Linked DNA regions of Pan troglodytes: region 1 is linked to region 2. The links are chromatin contacts, called in public Hi-C maps. All regions are on one chromosome and are shown on one strand. Each heading gives the region's core, a stretch centred on a gene start, on an enhancer-like site or on the middle of the called end of the contact. The rest is flanking DNA. Distances are from core to core; before and after follow the strand shown.

What was found. Hi-C and Micro-C count contacts between places; a contact is called where the count stands out from the background.
Region 1: a contact with region 2 is called in a Hi-C map of induced pluripotent stem cells, with 1.7 times the contacts expected there. The contact joins the promoter of CREB3L2 here to the enhancer-like site in region 2. A contact is called at or near these places in 2 of 7 Hi-C or Micro-C datasets (induced pluripotent stem cells and stem cell-derived neural progenitor cells) and 1 of 1 datasets of contacts at active chromatin or transcription factors (stem cell-derived excitatory neurons).

Annotation. Positions count from the first base shown.
Region 1 is chr6:153,364,766-153,368,628 of NHGRI_mPanTro3-v2.0_pri, forward strand. CREB3L2 (cAMP responsive element binding protein 3 like 2) reads right to left here and starts at 1,480. Exons shown (of 12, transcript XM_001148336.7): 1 at 881-1,480. The coding sequence starts at 982. It overlaps LOC134810578 (a long non-coding RNA gene), which reads left to right and starts at 1,472. Exons shown (of 4, transcript XR_010159017.1): 1 at 1,472-1,667; 2 at 3,854-3,863.
Region 2 is chr6:153,021,863-153,025,409 of NHGRI_mPanTro3-v2.0_pri, forward strand. All of the region lies in intron 3 of DGKI (diacylglycerol kinase iota), which reads right to left. Among named protein-coding and RNA genes, the nearest start is that of DGKI, 190 kb to the right of the region's middle. Within about 2 kb of position 1,654, at least 2 of the 24 cell types and tissues checked have an H3K27ac peak or open chromatin away from gene starts, as enhancers often do. A contact at or near this core is called in induced pluripotent stem cells, where this site is marked.

The DNA of each region.
Region 1 (3,863 bases), core at 230-2,729, 340 kb after region 2:
AACAAAGAGATCTTGCATAAAGTCCTATGATCAGTGCTGGCTATTGAAAACAAAATTTCATTTTGCAAACTTAATACCAAAAAGTTGACATTAAAAACTTTAAAAGAAATGTGCGTGCTCTGGGACAGCTTAATCCCCAAAGAGATCTCCGAGGCATTAGTATAAGACTGAACAAGCAACTGGTGAGCTGTCCCACCTTCCCCAGAGCCTTCCTTAAATATGCAACTGTCTCAGATTTTCCATACTCCTCTGCTGGTTTTTCCTCCGAAGAGGGAGGAAGGAGACTCCTTGGCCGTACAGTTTAAGAAAGCAAATAAAGCCGCCTTTCTCCTAAACGTAGAGGAGCCCTTTCAACACACACACACACACACACACACACACACACACACACACACACACACACGTGTACTTTTTAAAATATAAATATGAAAGAAGAGGAAGGGAGGGAGAGAGGGAAAGAGAATACGAGACAGATGAAAAGGAAATGCTACTTAATCTTGTCCAGTTTTTGAAAACCTCAAAAAAAAATCAATAGCAAACTAGGCGGAGGCATGTTATTCTCAAAACACACACTCCCTCTCCCGCATTACAGTACTGTTAACAACAGAAAATGATATTACAGATGGAAAAAGCCTCAGGGAAAAAAGCATGAATTGTTAAAGGAATACAAAGTGGCATTACTCTCATGAGAAATGTAAAGGGGCCAGCTGCCCGCCTTCATCTGCTCAGACATTAAAGTACACCTCGCCCAGGACCTCTTGATTCTGACCGTGCCCTGCCCCAAACTCTGCCTTCCCGGGTCCCAGGACTCCAGCTGCTCCTCGCGTGACAACACTTGCCCGCTTTGAAAGCCCTCCTGCCCCGCCCGCCGGGTCCTCACCGTGTGGTACATGAGGGCCTCGCCGTCCCCGGGCTCTGACAGCTCGCTCAGCTTGCGGTCCCACTGCAGCACGCCCTGCTCCCCGCTCTCCAGCACCTCCATGGCGGTGCGGGCCGCGCTGGGCCGAGGATGCTAAGCGCAGGAGGGGACGCGCAGAGCTGCCTCGGACCGGCAAGGTTCCTCTCTCTCCGCGTGTGCGTGCGTGCGTGCGCGCGCGTGTCTGTAGTTTTGCACTTGGAAAGCAAACGTCTGCTCCTCTGACGGAGAGAGGATGGCCAAGCGCTCCCGTCCGGTGTCCTCGGAGATCCGAGAATCCCCAGGGACACGAGCCGGACCAAAGGCTGCCGGGGCTAAAGCGGGATGTGCATCCAAAATGAAGGCAGAAGACCCGCTCTCATCCCAGGAAAATCCCTTAGTCGCAAGCCCACTTGCCGCTACGGCTCCAGACACAAACTTTGAGACACCCCAGGGCTCCTCGGCTCTGCTCCAGGACCCAGCTGCGGCCCCACCTCCCTCCAAGGCTTGACCAATTGGATATCCGCCTTGCCTAGCAGACCCAATCAGAAGTCTCATTCTCGGCTTTGTCCCGCCCCCAAAGGCAGAGGCCGCGGGAAGTCTCCGCCCACGCCTTGGAATGTAGCCGGGGAGTGTCTGTGACGTCACCGAGGAACTCCTCCTGCCTGAGCGCGGCCCGCTGTCGGCTGTCGCCTACAGCTGACCAATAGAGGGCTTGGATCCAGAAGTGATGGACTGGAGGCTTGACTAATGTGAAAGGGGCGTCTGAAAGGTACAGCCAATGAAATAGCGACAAGAATACATTTTGTAAAAGAGGGAGGGTGAGTTCAGTCCTCTTGCTGAGAATCCTCAGAAATTAGCCAGCGCGCCGACAGGGGGCGCGAGAGTTGTTGCGCGGGGGACTTAAACATTTTCAAGTACTTTAGTTCATTTGAATCTCTCGGAATTTTTTAAATGGATTACATATTATACAAAAATACAAATATTCCTCATGGACATACATTTATATTAGTGCAGCTCTAGGAAATTGTCATTGTTCTTCACCTTTTTCGCCCATTTTCTGTTGGGTTCTTCTATTTTTTATGGACTTCACTTATTGTATGTTTTTCTTTCATCTGCTTGATAAGAGTCAATGGCATGCTTTTCCAGGTCCTACAGAAGTGAGCCCAGTCCTTGAATTCATAGAGCTTTTATCTCAGAGGAGTCAGGCAATAAACAAAGAAATAAACATTTAAATTCAGAAAGTGGAATTTGCTATAAAGAAAAATAAAAGCAGGAAAACAGGATGCGTCAAGATCGATGCTATTTTACGTGCTGATCAGGGAAGTTCTTCCTAAAGGAAATGAGATTTCGGGGGAAGCTGGTGTTCACGTGACTGCTGGGGAGGCCAGTGTGGCTGCAGCAGAGGTGCTTGGCAGGGAGGGGTGGGAAAGGCCGGAAAGGTGAGCCAGGGCCAGAGCACCAGGCCTGCCTCCTAGAATAGGGAAGAGATGGCCTGTTCTAAAGGAATTCCCCCCAACACTGTGATTCTTCTTCCTCCTTTTTAATTCCAAAAAAAAAAGCCCTTAAAAATATAGTTTACCTATCTTAAATATAAAAGTAGGTCTTTGCCAGTTAGCTCTAGAAGTTTCTTACAATGGCACATTCAGGTATTAGCTATTGTGTTGTTTCCTTGGCAAGTATTTTTTGGCGGGTGGAGACAAATGTCTTTGAACTCTATGTTGTCTTTAAAGCAGCAGTTTATCATATAAACTATTGCATTTGTCTGGTCCTATCTTCTGGGGTCTTTTGAGAATTTTTTTTTTTTTTTTTTTTTTTTTTTTGAGACAGAGTCTCACTCAGTTACCCAGGCTAGAGTGCAGTGGCACGATCTCAGTTCACTGCAGCCTCCACCTCCTGGGCTCAAACAGTTCTCCTGCCTCAACCTCCTGTGTAGCTTGGACCACAGATGTGCACCACCACACCCGGCTAATTTTTAAATTTTTTGTAGAGGCAAGATCTCACTTTGTTGCCTGGGCTGGCCTCAAACTCCTGGGCTCAAGCAATCCTCTCTCCTGAGTCTCTCAAAGTGCTGAGATTTAAGGCATGAGCCACCACGCCCAGCTTTTGAGATTATTTTAATGCTTAAATAGAAGCTCTAGTTTATGGGCACACACCTTCCTTATATAATAGTTTTCTCATTTTTCTCTTAGGTTCTTGGTTTTTCTTTTCCAGCCTAGTATCCCCTTCATCACATTCTTTCCATAGATTGCTCTTTCCATTTTTAAAGACCTTTCTTATTTTTTTAATCTGTCACTCAATGTACAATGGGATTACATCCACATAAACCCATCATAAATTGAAAATATCATCAGTCAAAAATGCATCTACTATACCTAACCTATCAAACATTATAGCTTAGCCTAGCCTACCCTAGATGTGCTCAGAACACTTATATTAGCCTACAGTTGGACCAAATCATCTGGCAACACAGTACTAGTTATTTACTGTCATGATTGTGTGGCTGACTGGGAGCTATGGCTCCCTTGCACCAGGAGAGAATACCATATTGCGTATTGCTAGCCCGGGAAAAGATCAAAATTCAAAACTCAAAGTACAGCTTCTACTGAATGCATATCTCTTTCACACCATCATAAAGTCAGGAAATCATAAGTCATAAGTCAGGAACCATCTGTACATCTTCCTTAATGTAGGAATACAAACATTTATCCGTGAAGCAGTTCTGCTTTTGACAAAGTCTAATCCTGCTTATACCCCATGTAGTAGCCAGTTTCCAAGATGGCATCTAGTGATCCCACTTCCTGGTGCTCACGCTCTTGTGTAATTCCCTCCTCTTGAGTCTGGGCTAGACCTGAGGACTTTCTTCTAACAGAATATGCCAAAAACGAGAAGATGTCAAAAAGATTATGGCTCCTGACTTGCTTGTTTCCTCTTCCTCTCTTGCTTGCCTGCTTTAAGAGAAGCCAGC
Region 2 (3,547 bases), core at 404-2,903:
TCTAGATTTCCAGGGGCCAGTCATTTTAGGCTTCTATCCCAGGCATGAGTCTAGACTAAGTTACTTTGGTTTCTGCCCAAATCTTCCAGAAGTAAAGGAAGGCAAGTTCAGCTTTTACGCCCAGGAAACAATAATAAGAATAGCAACAAAAGCAGGAAACGCTGCTAATAGGAATATAGTATTTGCTATCTGTTCTTATAAGCACTTCACAAATGGTAGTTCACTTAACCCTCACAACCCTATGAAACAGGTCCTATTCTTAATTCCATTTCACTGATGAGAAAACTGCCCAAGGTCAGTGAATTAAGGCACAGCAGGGCCAAGTGGTCTGGCTTCAGAGCTCATGCTTATAAGCATTACACAATTCGGCCTCTCTGACAGTCAGTATTAGTTTAAAATTATAATGAAATAAAACTTTTTAAAGTTTATCTTTTTTCTCTAATGATAAAAAATGGACTGCATGGAGAGAGATGAATGAGCAGAATCTACATTTCATGACTGCCAGTGTCATGCAGGATCTAAGATAGGAAAGTTCAGCCCTCTCTATAAAGGACAGACTGGAAGGAGGATTTGTATGAATAATTTCTGTGTTTGAGCCTGAAAGAAATGTACTATAACTAAGCCTATCTGTCAGATGGGCTATCAAAGCATCCAAGTGTGAAAGGTCCTGAGTTCCTGTCCTCTTAGAGATTGCTGGCAACCTTCCCCTTCCGAGGAGTGGTTTCCCCTGCTGAGGTATAATTTTTGAGTCAATTGTGTCAGGTAGGTGAGAAGAAATAAAGCATTGCTGCGGCCAGAGATTTGAAGAGCTGCAAACCACCACTTTGGAGGGGTAGGATTAGGAAAGAAAATGCAGCCTCATAGGTCTTGGACAGCTGCATTCATTCAACATGGGGTATTTACACATTATCAGCCACCAACAAAAACCTAAAACACTGCAGTACCGCTGCCATGAAACTTGTAGAAGAAATCCACTGACTGAGATTCCTTTATTCTGCTTGCAGATGCTTTTATCACTCTCGGATTTCCTCTTCCTGAGGGAAGAACATGGTGTAGCACATGAAATACGTTTGACAATTGCTTTTGCACATAACAATGATAAAAGAAACCAAAGCATCTAGCTACACTACTGAACAGTGTCTTGTTCTACTACTAAAAAAGAAAAGAAGAGGAGAAAAAGAAGGAGGGGGAGGAACAACAAGAAAATATACAGTAGTAATCGTAGTAACACAGCAGTAGCAATCAAAAGAAGAATCAAAAAATTCTATTTTGCTCTACAGGGTAGAGCACCCATAAGCAAATCATGGTTTTCCTTCTGTTTCCTATGGATATCCTGGTGCGAATCACTGCTTTGGCACCACCTGTGGAAAACGCATGGGGCATTTGAGTCACATTGCTAATCAGAGTTATAGCGACACAAAGGAAACTGGAGTTGATTTTAGTCTATTCATTTCCCATGAAACTCCTAGTAAATTACATTGTGGATAAGCAATGCAATATTACCACAGGTAGGAAACCACTTACAGGGTGTGATTTAAGGATGCCTGAAAAGCCTCCCTCCTTGCCAATAACTCCTGTCCTAGTCTAGCTTCGTGCTTGACACTACGCTCTGCATTAAGTTCTATGGAGTTCCAGGGATTTCTTAGTCTGTTATGAAAGTCACTGAAGATGGAAGGAAGATGCGGAGAAAACTCAGGAAGCCTCATGCATTCAATGAAATGCAATGCCTCCTCCTTTGTTTTACAAATCAGGATTCTGAGTCAAAACATCTTTTGCACAAGGGATCTGGGCTAGAAGAATTTGAGAACTGGTGCATTAAGATATGCTATCTCTCAGCCTTCTGGAACGTCATGTAAATGCACTAACATCATTCATATGGAAAAACTGAAGTGCAACGTTCCGCAGATGATAATATATGGAGTCGAGTGCTGTAAGTTCTAAAACTGATTTTAACTGAACTATATTGATTTTTAAAAGATCCTCTTAAAATATATTATGAACTTATGTGCCTTTTGAGGCAGAATATATAAACCATATTCTAAATTTTTCTTCATAAAGACTACAACATGATGCACTGTACAAAGAACAGTCATTTTTCTCTTTCCTGTCCTTCTGTTTGGGTAGAGCTCCTTTTGAGTCAGTGTTGCTGTCTTTTGTTGCTCTCAATTTCCTAAATGGCAGCTTCTCAACAGCTTTTAATTTGAGAAATCAGATAATTACAGTTTACAATCATATGTAAAATTAAGTAAATAAATTCTGAATAAAGGTCCCAGGTCTTTTGCCATAGTAGAAAAGTAAATAGATTTTTAGTTCCTTAATTGAGGGAAACTGTTTTAGCAAATCTGAAATTTTAATCACTGACTTCACGGCGTATGACTACATTTCAACTGGTTAAAGTTATTTGAAGTAGTTGGATAATAAGCTTCCGGACAGAAATTGCCCAAAACACATAGAATTTTGTGCTTAGTTAGGTTGCAATTTTTCATTTTTAAGTTCCCAGCTATATACAAAGGTAAGATGCAGGAATCTGGACATTCTAAATACTACAAATATTCACTTTTTCCCAAATAACTTATATGAGCCAGTGCTTACTTCTCTATGAAAGGTGATAAATTAAACCAAGAAAAGTCACTTAAAAGCATTCAGTAGGGGCCGGGAGCAGTGGCTCATGCCTGTAATCCCAGCACTCTGGGAGGCTGAGGCGGGCGGATCACAAGGTCAGGAGATCGAGACCATCCTGACTAACACAGTGAAAGCTCGTCTCTACTAAAAATACAAAAAAATTAGCCAGGCATGGTGGCGGGCACCTGTAGTCCCAGCTACTCAGGAGGCTGAGGCAGGAGAACGGCGTGAACCTGGGAGGCAGAGCTTGCAGTGAGCCGAGATCACGCCACTGCACTCCAGCCTGGGCGACAGAGCGAGACTCCATCTCAAAAAAGAAGCATTCAGTAGGTTACCTCTTATTCCTTACATTGGGACATAGTTGTTATAGAACCTAGCACAAAAACACAATTTAAACAAATATTGCCTAGAACATGAAACATGTTTAAAAATTAAAATTATTTAAAAAACAATAATTTGCTCTCATCAATGAATGTAAAGGCCAGTTGAGCTTACTGCCTTAAATATCAAACAGCATCTAAGCACCCTTACTAAGGGTTTCCTGATTTTGCTGGTGTTGGTATTCAAAAGAAACTTATTTGTAGGTGTGTGGTACGGGGTGGGCAGAGGGGGGAACATATCCATTTAAACTAAGACAATATGGAATACAGTATAGATCACAGTCCATTATATTACACTGTTCTAATAAAAACATGACCAACATTTACTTTAATAACAACACAATAATATATATGCTAGGTTTTAGGATGGTGGGCATGATCTCACCAGCAGCCATACAGTGGTTATAAGAGAAAACACATCCTACATATTTCCCATGCTGCAGGCACTGCTGGCATTGAAAGCAGTGACAGCTCTCCACCAATCTTCAGCTCATAGCAGGCAAGGGAGAAAAACTGTCACAGCTTTAGACCACTGGAGCAGGGAA